4 separate regions of the Mus musculus genome follow, and all the other regions are linked to region 1. A link is a contact called in public Hi-C and HiCAR-type data. All regions are on one chromosome and are shown on one strand. Each heading gives the region's core, a stretch centred on a gene start, on an enhancer-like site or on the middle of the called end of the contact. The rest is flanking DNA. Distances are from core to core; before and after follow the strand shown.

The links. Hi-C and Micro-C count contacts between places; a contact is called where the count stands out from the background. HiCAR-type assays count read pairs that join an accessible place to other places.
Region 2: a HiCAR-type map of astrocytes shows a contact between it and region 1, with 4 times the contacts expected there. The contact joins two enhancer-like sites. A contact is called at or near these places in 1 of 484 Hi-C or Micro-C datasets (bone marrow-derived macrophages), 3 of 115 datasets of contacts at active chromatin or transcription factors (astrocytes, large pre-B cells and pancreatic cancer cells) and 1 of 9 other capture datasets (embryonic stem cells).
Region 3: a Hi-C map of muscle stem cells shows a contact between it and region 1, with 3 times the contacts expected there. The contact joins two enhancer-like sites. A contact is called at or near these places in 2 of 484 Hi-C or Micro-C datasets (bone marrow-derived macrophages and muscle stem cells) and 2 of 115 datasets of contacts at active chromatin or transcription factors (astrocytes and pancreatic cancer cells).
Region 4: a contact with region 1 is called in a Hi-C map of muscle stem cells, with 4 times the contacts expected there. The contact joins two enhancer-like sites. A contact is called at or near these places in 3 of 484 Hi-C or Micro-C datasets (the C2C12 cell line, the C3H10T1/2 cell line and muscle stem cells) and 1 of 115 datasets of contacts at active chromatin or transcription factors (astrocytes).

What each region holds. Positions count from the first base shown.
Region 1 is chr12:79,487,550-79,490,764 of GRCm38.p6, forward strand. All of the region lies in intron 7 of Rad51b (RAD51 paralog B), which reads left to right. Among named protein-coding and RNA genes, the nearest start is that of Rad51b, 190 kb to the left of the region's middle. Within about 2 kb of position 1,497, at least 102 of the 459 cell types and tissues checked have an H3K27ac peak or open chromatin away from gene starts, as enhancers often do. A contact at or near this core is called in the C2C12 cell line, astrocytes, muscle stem cells and 1 more, where this site is marked.
Region 2 is chr12:79,968,577-79,971,791 of GRCm38.p6, forward strand. No RefSeq gene overlaps it. Among named protein-coding and RNA genes, the nearest start is that of 4933435C09Rik, 34 kb to the left of the region's middle. RefSeq lists an enhancer at 54-3,215. Within about 2 kb of position 1,500, at least 130 of the 459 cell types and tissues checked have an H3K27ac peak or open chromatin away from gene starts, as enhancers often do. A contact at or near this core is called in astrocytes, where this site is marked.
Region 3 is chr12:79,947,518-79,950,732 of GRCm38.p6, forward strand. 4933435C09Rik (a long non-coding RNA gene) reads left to right here. Exons shown (of 3, transcript XR_381736.3): 3 at 1,475-1,974. Among named protein-coding and RNA genes, the nearest start is that of 4933435C09Rik, 13 kb to the left of the region's middle. Within about 2 kb of position 1,739, at least 74 of the 459 cell types and tissues checked have an H3K27ac peak or open chromatin away from gene starts, as enhancers often do. A contact at or near this core is called in muscle stem cells and pancreatic cancer cells, where this site is marked.
Region 4 is chr12:79,862,821-79,866,035 of GRCm38.p6, forward strand. Gm36132 (a long non-coding RNA gene) reads right to left here. Exons shown (of 4, transcript XR_381728.4): 3 at 2,735-2,818. Among named protein-coding and RNA genes, the nearest start is that of Gm36132, 3.1 kb to the right of the region's middle. Within about 2 kb of position 1,736, at least 94 of the 459 cell types and tissues checked have an H3K27ac peak or open chromatin away from gene starts, as enhancers often do. A contact at or near this core is called in the C2C12 cell line and muscle stem cells, where this site is marked.

The DNA.
Region 1 (3,215 bases), core at 247-2,746:
TAGATCGCTTCTGTTTCTTAAAAGATTATTCCAGCATTGAGAAATGATATCTGGAAACACATGACAACAGAGGCTCCTCTGCACTGCCAGTCTCCTCATAGTTTATCGCATGTCCAGACACTGCCTGTTCCCCTAAAAGAAAATTAACCACATCCGTGTAAGCAATTTAACCTTTTGAAAAGTGGGATTATAATCAACTCCTGGTGGCATTTGAAAGGTTTTACTGAAAAGACCTTTACGCACATGAAACAGCGTGGGGTTTCATTTACACTTCTTGGACAGCCAGCTCTGCTGGCCCTGTTGTGATCTGACTCAGTGTTCCTGCAGGTTCTGAGTATCTCATAACAATGCATTAACTCCCTGGGTTCCATGATTAGTAGGCCGTGGGCTGGGGACCTGTACCATGATAGTTATATTATCTGGCACAAGTAGACGTTTGAAAGGTGGAAGTCCTTTTCTCAATTTAGAAGAAGTGTAATTTTTAGTGGAAGTGCATCTTATAATAAGTATACATGAAAAGTGGTGCCTTCATTTTGGAAATGTCTCAATGGAGCCAGAAATCCTGCCTGATGTAGGTTCAGCCTTGTTTTTCCCGTTCTTCCCGATGCTCCGTGAGGCAACTGAGGAAACAGGGTCATCACAGTAAGTCAAGCCTCTGCATTCCTGACGGCAGAGCACGAGTGTTAGGAACCCCCTTTTTTTCAACAGCAGATTGCTGCGATGCGGTACCTTCTGATTTCTAATGAGACACGAAGGCCTCTGTGTACAAGACAGTTTCGCACTTAGATGCTGACGGCTTTGTTCTCTGAGGCCATAGAGGTTATTTTTCCTAAGTTGGAAGAGTAGACTAGCTTCTTGGTGTACACTGAGTTTGCAAGTTTTTTTTTCTTTTTCTTTTCTCTTTTCTTTTTTGTTCTTGCTGATGTTCTTTTTTAATGATGAATAGCCCTTGAAATTCTGTAATACTAAAGGGGAAAGTCAGGTTGTCTTATTCTCATTTCAAAGATGAGATGGATGTACAGTTGAAAGAGATTATGCAACTTTCTCAAGCTCTCATGGAAAACAGGTGACAAAGCTAAATTTTCCCACACAATGTCATATTGGGATGAGAAATGCATCCTCCTTAGCGTATTACATCAATGAATCGTGTGCTTTGAGAAGCACTCGGGCCAGCGGGAACATCGCTGAACCTCATCCCAGGCACACGAGAAAAACGGTCTAAATCTAGGCCTGTGTTGTTCATTCATGTACATAGCATTCAGAACAAAGTCAGTTCTACATCAGGCCCTTGGAATCGCAGGCCGTCAGGGAGTGAGAAATTGATTGTCTTCTGTTACTTCTCCTTTTTAATCCCCTCATTTTCTCTGGTTGGTGTTCTTAGATGCCAGAGGCCAGTCGCTGCTGCCAGATGACTGGGCTCTGCTGGCTCATCAAGGGGCCGTGGCAGCACTTGTTTCCATGAGAGCTGGAAGACCAGATGCAATGGAAAAAGCACAGGCCGTTGTTTCTAAGTAGCTGGCAGTGTGATTCACAGTGGCCTGTATAATGTGAATGGAATCTGATAGCTCTTGGAACCGGGCTTCATGAGTAAAGTTACCGTGTTGGCAAGCTGAGCAGAGGCGGAGTGCTTGGTTAACATGTTCATATCCGGGCTTTTAGGAATAATCTGTGCAGTTTAACTTCAGCTCTTTCGGGTTTCCAAGTAGACTAGATATTCCTGAAAGGGGTATTGCCCAATTTCTAGGTGTATTTAAGGGATGTGATTTTTGAAGGCAAATTCCTTTTTGTGTGACAAGTAAATTAACATTAAACATCATGTATTCTGCCATGAAATTCAGTGGTAGGTTGTTCTTAGGACTCCATTTCTAGACATGCGTGGTGGCTTATGCCTTTGGTCCTAAGGCTGAGATGGCTGAGGCAGGAGGGCCTAGGAGTTCATGATAACATAACCAAGCCTTGTCTCAGCAAGGCAAAGCAAAAGGACAGTGAATCCTTCTACTTCTAAAGAAGCCCGTTCTCAGAGTCATTTAAAAGGTGTAAGAAATATAGTAGGCCCCAGGGGTCTCATGAGGGCAAATGAAAATAGAGTTTTCAAAGTAGTTGTAAACTAACAATGGAGTCACAGCAGCATAATAACTCATAATAATTCAGATGTTTTCCCAGGGATTTTCTGACTTTGACATAATAATTATGAATAAATGGTGGCTGCATTATATACACCTGTGTTTTGTAGTCATGTAGTTTCTTTATGCTAATGTTGTTGTTCCCTATAGTAACAACAAAAATATGTTCATTAGACTATAAATATTCATATTCATCCTTAGTCCTTTCCTTGTCTATCAAGCTCTATCCAGCCTTAATTCCTAATGCATTTACTGCCTTTTTTTGTTGTTGTTGTCATTTATTGTCTTTTTCTGGGTAATCACTTTGCTCTTTTGTGTGGCGGGGGGAGGGGAACTCTGGATAATTGCAAATGTCTTGCTATCCTTATGGACTAATCTGTGTTCTGTCCGCCTACATCATCACAGGCTTTATTGTGAGTCGCAGTCAGAAGAGTTCTAGGCAAATGAGAAGGGTTTTATGTTGCGACACCTCCATCAGTCTCGATTGCTGAGCTGAAGAAGAGGCTGTGCAGTGACTCTTGTGACAGCGGAGGTGCTCTGAACTCCCTGGATGGATGCCTCACCTCCAGCATCTGCTCCATCCCCAGAAGCGAGCAGCTTGTTTTCCAATCAAGGCGTACTCTGCAATTCGACCCTTTTTTTTGGAAATTAGGTATACTTTCCAGCATATATGCTTAGAGGCCCTTGGGTATTTGAACCATTTCCTAGTCTACTTTCCCAGACATAAGAGATACCATGTGTGAAGTATGTGGAATGAAAATGTCAAGGTGTTTGGGTGGGTTCTTTCTACAGAAAATATATTTGCTTATTGCAGTTTCTCTGCGAAGACTTTAAAGTGATTTAAGGACAGTTTAAAATCACCTCTTTAGAGCTGAAATAATTTATGTCTGCTGTGTAAATAGAACCTTCCAGAGTATGAACCGATGAGCCACCTCAACTCCCACCTCTTTTATGAAGCCTTCCTCAGTGCCCTTGTTAATAAGAAGAGTAGTCATCCTCTGCTTGCCTTTCCCAAAACACATTGACCTTTCCTGAGCGTGGTAATATCATAGCCCAGTCGACCTTGAACTCCAGTTCTTTCATCTCTTTCTC
Region 2 (3,215 bases), core at 250-2,749, 480 kb after region 1:
GTGAATCAAAAAAAAAAAAAAAAAAAGCAATGGTAATGCTATTTTACTTCCAAGGAACAGAGTGTCCCCTTCAAGCATGCATACAGGCTGCTTGCTTACCTCCTTCTTGTTAGATGAGTGAACTTTCAAGAGAGCAGTGAATACAAGAAGATCAGGGTGCCTAGAGACACTGCCCCTGTGGGACTCAGCCCAGCTCCCTAACAAGGAACAAAGCCTCATGTTAATGTGCTGAAAGGAACAGTGCAGAGAAGTGCAGGAGAAGTGCAGAGACTACGAAGGTTTCACAGTCCCAGGTGACCAACAAGTAGACTAAGAGCAGGTATGGTGATAATGTAGTCCATTAATCTCAGCACTCTGGAGACAGACGGAGGAGAATGAGAATTTGAGGTCAGCCTGGGCTGCATAAAAACACTGTCTCACTGTTGGAGCAGTGGCTCAAGTTAAGAACACTGCTGCTCTTGCAAAGGACCTGGCTTGGGTAAGCTACCCCGTGGTAGCTTACAGCTGTTCATAACACCAATTCCCAAGAGTCCTCCTGCCCTCCACAGGGACTCCTGTGATGTGCATACATATAGACAGACAAACAGACACTCATAAAAGTTCAAAAAAAAAAAAAGACGATTCTGTCTCCAAAACTATTTAGGGCAGGAAAGAGGAGGAACCACATATCTAGCGGGACCTAACAGCCATTTTGAAGTTCTTAGACACTAAAGCCTTGCCTTTGCTCTCCAGAGGTCAACCCATTTGTTCTGAACCCCCCATTTTGTTACTCATGTCCTTCATAGGAGTCCTCTGACCCATTCTAATCTCTCCAGTCCCAACTCTGACAACAGTGCTCCCTACTTCCCCGAATGGTCCTTCACTCATCCTTTCACAAAGTAAATGCACTGTCCTCCAACCACAGACTTCTTGCCAAATTCCTCCTGTCCTTGGGCACAAACAACCCAGAAGTGCTCTCAGATCCAGAACATTGTTGGGGAGTGGGAGGGGTGAGTAGAAGGGCTATTCACCCTCCTGAGCCTATGATGGGATGTCTGGGCAGCTACTTCAAAAACACCAGGGCCTGAGACCTGTTCCAGGGATGCCACCCAGACGGGACACTGCTCAAAGCCGCCTCCAGTCCTGGGAACAAAGGTGAGGAACTCTTGACAGGGAAACTTAGCCCTACTTACTGGGTATGAATGATACCACTGGTCAGCCCTAGCTGAGAGGGGGTCTGGGCTCTGTTTTGTTCTTCTCTGTTCTAATCTTGATACTTTGACTACATTCTCATTCCCTGTGGCTTAGGCTGTAATGGTGAGAAGCAACAGTCTTAAAAACCTCAGAGGAGCCAGCTCAGAAGAGCACCTTTGGCCCACCTCCCTCAGTGCTATAACTAATGGGGGTACTTTTGCTACCACCTCCTGGTGAAACTGCTCTGGCACACATTAGGAATTCTGTCTCTAGGTCCTGTGGACTCTGAGCTTCTTGGGGCTGTGCCCAGAGTCCACTTGATAGAGAGCTGGGGTTTTGGTTTTTTTCCTGTGGGGCAAACTTCTCTGGTTAGGACACAACTGTCAGGGCATGGCTTGGCAGAGCTTCCATGCCAAATAGGGGTATGTGTATGTGTGTGTGTTCTTTTGTCTGATTTCCCAAATTCCAGGCAGGAAAGCAAGCTTTCTGTCTCTACACAGCTCCAGATCCCCCTACCAACATTTGCATTCCCCGGGTATGAAAGGAGTTGGTAGCAGGCCCCATGGAGGACAAGGCTGTAATTCAGCCAGGCCCCAGTGACATCCCAACCGTGAGAGTGCAGCTGGGGCAGCTTACGAACAGCGCCCGGGTCCCAGGGGGAAGTCAGCCCTGTTCTCCAGCCCACAAGCGCCTATTGTTCACTTTCTTGTTTTTCTCCAAATGTTTAGATGTGCTCAGAGCACAGAGAAGCCTGAAAGCAAGACCATTGGCCAGGGCAAGCCTGAAGCAGGGAAACCCACCGCTGGAACTCTGGGGCCCCACACTCCCTCCTCAGCTCTTCCTACTCCCCCTGCCATGCGCCGGACTCCGGATCCAGGGGTGGTCTCTTCCTGGCCAGGGCTGTTCAGAGAGCAGTAGGCTTGGATTGTTCAGCAAGTAAAGTATGGAATCCAGCTCAGACTGGCTTGCTTGACAGTCAGGCACAACTGTCCACATTAACTTGAGGCTGTCCAACGTGAGGGCTGGGAGAGTCTGGGCAAGTGCCTTTCTGATTCCCCGCCACTGACCAAAGCTGCTGAAGACAGGAAATAGTCACTGAGTGTCTGTCGGGGCCCCTCTCTGCATCAAGATTGTGACTCTGAGGTTTGACCTTCAGGGTTTGACAACTGGCCGCAGCAGCGCTTATTGCGTATGCAGACTCAGGCAACCTCTCAGCCTCTCTGAGCCTCAGTTTCCCTTCTTGGTAAAATTTACTTACTCTGTCTGTAGAGAGAGCTATGGGGACACTCAGACTCTATAGGCTATTCTTCCGGTTACCATTGGTTACCATGACCCAGTTTGGAAGTTGCCCCAGCGCTGGGAACAGTCACTTGTGAACCTTGATGTCCACTGTGAGTCAGCACAGCTATGCAGGAGCAGTAGCGCCAGAGGAATGAAGGATGGAGTGCCTCTCGATACCAGGGTATAGAGAACATGCTGGAAAGCCAGCCTTCTCCCCTCCCTCTCTCCTCTGCCCCAGATCCCTTTCTCTTGGGAGTTCATATTACCTGCCCTCCCCCAGGCCTGGGATTGCAAGCTTCCCTGCGTCTCCAGGCCCTAACAGACCCAGAGAAAACCCTCAACCTGGAAAATGCCCCTCCCCTACCATCCTGGCAGACATTACTGGTCAGGGCCCTGAACAGGGATGCAGGTGGGCAGAGGGAATTCCTACATCAAGGTGGGAATCTGGGTTTGGGATCCTCAGTAGAGTTATAAACATTGGTAATAGTGAAGCTTTTGCAATGAAGAGAGATGGACAGAGCAGGCAGGAGGTCCCTAGTAAGACCAGAGGGCTGCAATAGCAAGGTCTGAGTTCTAGCCTTTTATGTCTGCGGACAGTGCACATGCCCACATAGGGGCTTGGGAGGCTCTGCCTTCTCAAGAGACAGGACTTTATAAGATCCCCCTTCAGACTCATTAATCCTTATAGGAATAAGCTCCAGGGAGCCTGCAGTGACAGGGCCATATGGCTTTCTTATCTCCCTTATCTGGCAGCACTCACC
Region 3 (3,215 bases), core at 489-2,988, 460 kb after region 1:
ATATGTGTATATGCATATATGTATATATACCTTCATATTCTAATGTTATCTAAATTAAAGCCCTCAGTCTTTTCTCTCCCAGACTTTTCTCTCGGCCTCTGAGTTTTTTCTCTTACGGTCTATTTATCTGTGGACACAGGGTCCTTCGCAGCAACCCATCTTCCCTTTAGAAACTAAGGAGGACTCCATAGTGTATGTGGTTCCCTAGCCAGGGTCAGGGCCTTGCCTTGCTGCCAGCCTGATTCTTGCCACCTGTTGCCTGCAGCCGTTGGCTCAGGACCTGAGTCTAGACTCTAGCCACCTACTCCCCACTTACAGAGCTAGCCAAGCCCTCACATACACAGTTTTCTGCTCACCCATTTTGTCTGCCATTTTGACACCTCTCTTCCTTGTTTGCTACATTGTATTTCCCAGTCTTGCTCAAAGCCTTGCTCTTCCAAGAAACCTGCAGACCTCCAAAAGAACAGCTCCCCTCCTTCATCCCCAAGGAGAGCAACATCTGAGCCGGCCTCATCTCCCTGCGTGCACAGCCCTGGCTGACCAGAGAACCGTTCTTAATGTCATATGTATACCATACATATTTAACTAAAGCCAGTTGCGTTTGAATTGGATCTTGTTCTCAGATTTAGCCAAAGTTCTCCGTTGCCAAAACTGAGGACAGAGTCAGGGAGTAAGATAGCCCCAGGCTTCTAATCCCTGATTCAGTACCCAGAAAATTAAGGAATCCCTGACTCAGTGGCCCAAAGTCTTGCATGTGCCCTCTGTAGGTATACTGACGTCACTTAGGACCGTCCTCCTACCAACTGGGTGGACTGGAGTCAGAACAGAGAGACCTTGGACATGCAGCTGGGGCTCAGTCTCTTTCCCAGTTACCTCTGAGAACGTGTCATTCTGTTCTCGGAACCTCTAGGGCGATTGCTTACATCTGACTTTCAGCATCGGAGGCTACTGTCTTACAGGCTCTGTGGTGGATAACCTCTTTCCTGTTCTCTAGGCCTTCCTCTGCCCCTCCAAGTCTTGCTGCTCCCTCTACATTCCGTCCCCTCTAGCTGGGTCTCCTGCAGACAAAGTTTCTCCTATTGGCACAATCTTCAATGGAGAGAATCTCTGGAGCTTACAGAACTGTGTAACTCCTGGAGAGACTGTGGGGCAGGGCGGGGAGTGAGACAGAGACGGAGGCCACATCAGTCCATGGCTTTAGCAAAAGGGAAGGGGATACAGCCTGACTGTGACAGTCGGCACTGTAGTCTCACATACAAATTTGAAAAAAAGCTAAATTTTGTCACTGGAGGGAGGGGTCCACGTGTCCTCATGCCTTGGTGATGCACAGTGCAGCTCACTCTCAGCCTCCCGCCATCAGATTTGACATAGGACATCCCAGGGCCCCCTGGACCCCACCTCTGTTTCTTAGTCTCCCTGATTCCAGTCTAGCTCTACTCTTATCCCAAATCCAATGCACTATGTTCTTTTTGAGGAGGAAGAAGTTGGTATATTCACATCCACAAAAGCCAGAAGGATCTGTATGAGGCTCAGACCCTGTCACGAATGCCAAAGAACAGGCCAAATAAATAAAAAGATCATGGCAGTCGAGGCCGCAGGAACTGCTGTGAGTGGCTGACCTACACGTTTTGAAAAAAAGTCTTCATGATGCTCTGTGCAACTTGGAACAGAAAGCAGCCGAAGCTGTCAGGGAGCCGGTGTTCTCCGTCAAGGGTGAGCTGGAGCAGGCTGACCCGGGAACGGGCAGTCACAGCTGAGTGCATCGGCTTGCGTGGGAAGGCCAGCTGGCTCAATGGGGCCCAGGAGACAGTCTGACGAGGGAAGAATTCCTGTGTTTGGAATTGGGCTTGAAAAGTCCCCTGTTTGTAGCACTCGACTCACAGAAGAGCAGAAAGAATTTCCAGCTGTCATCAGGGCACAGAAAGTCTTCCTGACTCTGTCTGGGGCGCTCTCTCTCTCTCTCTCTCTCTCTCTCTCTCTCTCTCTCTGTGTGTGTGTGTGTGTGTGTGTGTGTGTGTGTGTGTGTGTGTGTGTGTGTTTGAGACTCTCCTATCCCTCCTCCTGGCCTGGTTAACATATCAAGTTCCTGGAGGGGTCAGCTCCAGGGCCACATGACTCCTTGCTGTCAAGAAAAGCAAGCAGGCCAGGCCTGGCAGCACAGGTCTCTAGACCTGCTCAAGAGACTGAGGCAGGACAATCTCAAGTTCAAAGCTAGCCTGGACAATTTAGCAGAAGTGAAAAGGGGGTGGGGGAAAGTACACATATATTCACATGCGTATGCTTCAATAGTATGATAGTACTATATAATATACATAGTGCATGTGATATAATATGTATTATAGAGTCCTGTGGTAGAGCACTTACTTGCCTAGGGGATATGTGACCCTTTGATTGCAGTTGTGGAGAGAGAGGGAGAAAAGCACCGATGTCATGTGGCTCCTCTTATAAGAGGTATGTATCTTAATTAAATTCATAAATAGGAAGTATAATTGTGGCTGCTACGTGTTGGGAGAAAATCATCGGTTTGTGGGAACAGAGTTTCATGTTTTTCAAGATGAAAAAGTTTTGGAGACAGATGGTGGTGTTGGTTACAAATAGGTGTGAATGTACTTAAGGCCACAGAATTGCATGTTTTAAATTGGCTGGAATACAGGCCAAGGAGATGGCTCATTTGGTAAAGCACTGCTAATGTAAGCGTGAAGACCTGAGATCAGACCCCCAAAACTCAAGTTAAAAAAGTCAGGCTCAGTGGCTTGTGCTTGTAATATCAGCTCCTAGAAGAGAGAAGCAGGGAAATCCCTAGGGCTCCCTAGCCTAGGCTACCGATGAGTTCCACACCAGTAAGACTTCTCAAGCAGGGCGATGGCTCCTGAGAAACAGCACCCAAGGTTGTTCCCTGTCCACATACATGCATTCATCATACATACATGGATACATCATACACATACACGCAATACATACGTCATACACATACATACATAATACATACATGTATCATTCATATACCATATATACATATGTGCACACACACAGCCCCAAATCATCTATTTTAAGTTATTTATATTTTACCAAAATTGGGCTGGGGTGAGGGGAAGCTGAGATAGAAAGAAGAAGAAAAGGAAGAGGTAAAAAAAAAAAAAGAAGGGAGGAAAGAAGGAAGGGAAGGAGGAAAGAAGGAAGGGCAGGAGGACCAGGGAACTCAGTTCTGATCACAG
Region 4 (3,215 bases), core at 486-2,985, 380 kb after region 1:
GAAGAGAATCACACAGTATAAGAATGACTCATGAGCCGTTGCTAGCTTGAGAGCAGAAGAGCCATGAGCCATGGGCTGTGGATGACTTTCATACTCAGATCAAGGCAAGACAACGGACTTTGCTTCCTGAATCCCTAGAAAGAAGTGAGGCTCTGACAGTGGCTTTATTATAGCCCCATACCCACCTTTTGATCTCCAGAAGTATAAAATAACAAATCTGCATTGCCGTAAGGCACTGTATGGAAACTCACTAGAGCAGCAGTGGGAAACTATTTTATAATATCATAGATCTCTAGTCTAGGGCCCTGGGACAGCCTCTGGCAGGTCCCCTGACTTGGGGACTTGCAGCCATGATAATTACCACAGTGTTTTCCTGGAGGTCCTTGTGGCCTTTTTTTTTTTTTTTTTTTTTTTTTTTTTTTTTTTTTTTTTGCCTAGTCTCACCAGATTATGAGCAATCCAGCCACCCAGAGCTTCCCCACCTGGGGTCTCTTCTTGGTGAGTCATGTTCCCTGTCTGGACGGCATGTTGAGGCCTCTCTGCAGTGTAATCCCCACCCCCAATGGCATCATAACTAGCTGTTCATATTCATCCAAATACCAAACAGTGTTGGACACAGGAGCAGGGACAAATTTCTCCCCTTCCTGGAAGCCAGCCATGGTTTCTACGGAGTCAGCAAGGCTGAAGTGTGGCATGGCAGGCATTCGTCTCTAAGAGGAGCCTTCCTTGGGTCTGACAAGCCATCTGATGGAAAATACTTTGGATTTGTGATTTCTCTCAATCCCATCACTTCTGTCACTTTCAAGCTGTTAAGAAACTAGAACGTGGGGCTGGAGAGATGGCTCAGTGGATGAGAACACTTTATTGCTCTTGCAGAGGACTCCAGTTCAATTCCCAGCACCCACAGGGTGGATTACAACTATAACTCCAGGTCTAGGGGATCCAGCACCACCTTCTGACCTCCAAGGGCACCAGCCAGCACGTGGTACATATGCATAAATGCAGGCAAAACACTCATATACATAAAATAAAATATACATATACAATAAGGTACTCATATACATAAAATAAAAGAAAAAGGAAAAGAAAATAGAATTCCTGGAGCTTTGGCTCAGACTCTTACAAGCTCTGTAACATTGGGAACATCATTTAGGACTGGGGATATAGCTCAGTGCCTAGCAAGCATGAGGTCCAAGGTTCAGTTCTGAGTACTGAAAGAGAAAGAATATCATTTAACCTCAGGCCTCAGTTTTCTTACCTGTATAACGGGCAGAATATGAGGGTCATTATAGCTAGGTAGAGAGAAGGATGTACCACGTGTCTAGCACTTGATGCGTTTCCTCTTATTGCTCAAGTTCTTCATTCTTGATATTTGTCTGCTGGTTTATCAGTTTGTTTTGAGACAGGGTCCAGATATGTAGCCCTAGACTCAATGTCATGGGTCTCCCGCCTCATCCTCCGGAGTGCTGGGGACCACAAGCCTGAGTCGCTACAGCCAGCTGCCATTTGGTGCATCAGGAAAGTCATCTTCACGTTTTGCTGTGAGTCATATCACCAGCGCTGGAGAGGAAGGAAGTACTGTTCCTTACAGCATGGAAGCCTGAGTGTCTAAGTCTGCCTGGAAAACTTTTTTTTCCCACGCATGTCTTCAGGAAATAAGCCCTGCTGTGCCACCGCCAGGAGAGTGATTATCGGGAAGGCAAAGCCTGTGTTTAGAGTTATGCAATGAAGAGAGGGCATTTCGGTCGCTGACTCACCCACTGGCACACCAGCTTGACTTACCCCAACTGCGGCAGAGTGCCTGGCTCGCTCGGCAAACTTTCATCTTGGATCAATCTCTGCGGGGCCAACCAAGAGTCCGTGGCACTAAGACTATTGGACTCCTGCGGCTTAGCTCATAGGGTCCCCCAAGGGAATAAAGGACAGGGGAAAAAGACCCTCCTACTTTCATCCCAGGGTGGCCCTAACTCCTGGGTCATTTGCTGGTTTTGGACTGTTCACAAAAGGCTTGTCCGTTTAGAGGGTGGCAACCAATGTTCCCCAGCAACTTTGTGGCCTGGATCTGCCCAAGGAAGTGGCTCTTCTGAGAGCTGCTCAGGATACTCCAGTCATGACTTGTACACGAGAGATGTTTCAGTACGAATCAGAGTGCCCAGGAGAGAAGAAAGCCGTGACTGCACACAGTTCCAACTATAAACCACAGTATGAGCAACAACAACAAAATTTGACACCCTCTCTGGCACTGTCGGGACTGAGAACAACAGAACCGGGTTTTGTGACCTTCTCGTAATTTGATCCCCATGGAAAAGGAAGGTTTGGATTAAATTATTTCATCAACTCAAAAAACCCACTGGTATCTACAAGCTAACCTGCAGTCTAGGCAGTTTAGTTTCTTGGCCTCTTGCATGTGGAGAAGGGCGGAAGGAGAGAAGAGCCGGGGCATAGTGAGCTCCTTCCTTCTCTGTACTGGTTGGCTGGGGCCCGTGGCCAGGCTCAGCCACCATCGGACACTCCTGTTCCCAGGGGTCACAGGCGGCAGGAGGGAGCTGTCTGTGTCTCTGAGCAACTGAACATCTGCTGAAGTGAATGTGCTCCACAGACACACCCAAATTTGTGGGTTTGCTCTTCCTTTAGTGCTGTGTGATTTAGACAAATTACATAACTCTGCACCCAGGGAAGGCCTCCTTTCGCCTGTTGGAAAAGACACAGACTTTTTATGAAGCTAGGCAGTTACCTCACGGAGCCATCTATGGGCAGTGGCTGGCTGGTTTTACCGTAAAAACGACTCGAGTCAAAGAGCACAAGCTTATAGAATCATCTAGATAGAGAGAAAATAGCAAGAAACGAGCCAATATAAGTTTACGTTAAAAACGGAAGTTAACTTATTAATAATTCATCACAATTGTTTTCAAATGGGATTGTCAGATAACTTATCTTTTCTCCTTTATACTTTTCTATATTTTCCAAATCCTCAATAAGGAGGTGTTTCAAATGTACTAGTCTGTGTTTATGTGTGGTCATGTACATGTGTGTGTGCATGTAGGGATGAGTATGGATTTACATGCATGGAGGCAGAGGATGATGTCTTCCTCTCTTGATATCTTACTTTTTGAGACAGTTTCTTACTGAACCCAGCTTTCTATTTGGCTGGACTAGGTGGCCGAACAGCTCCAGGATCTGCCTGGCTCTGTTCCATCCATGCTGAGGTTACAGGT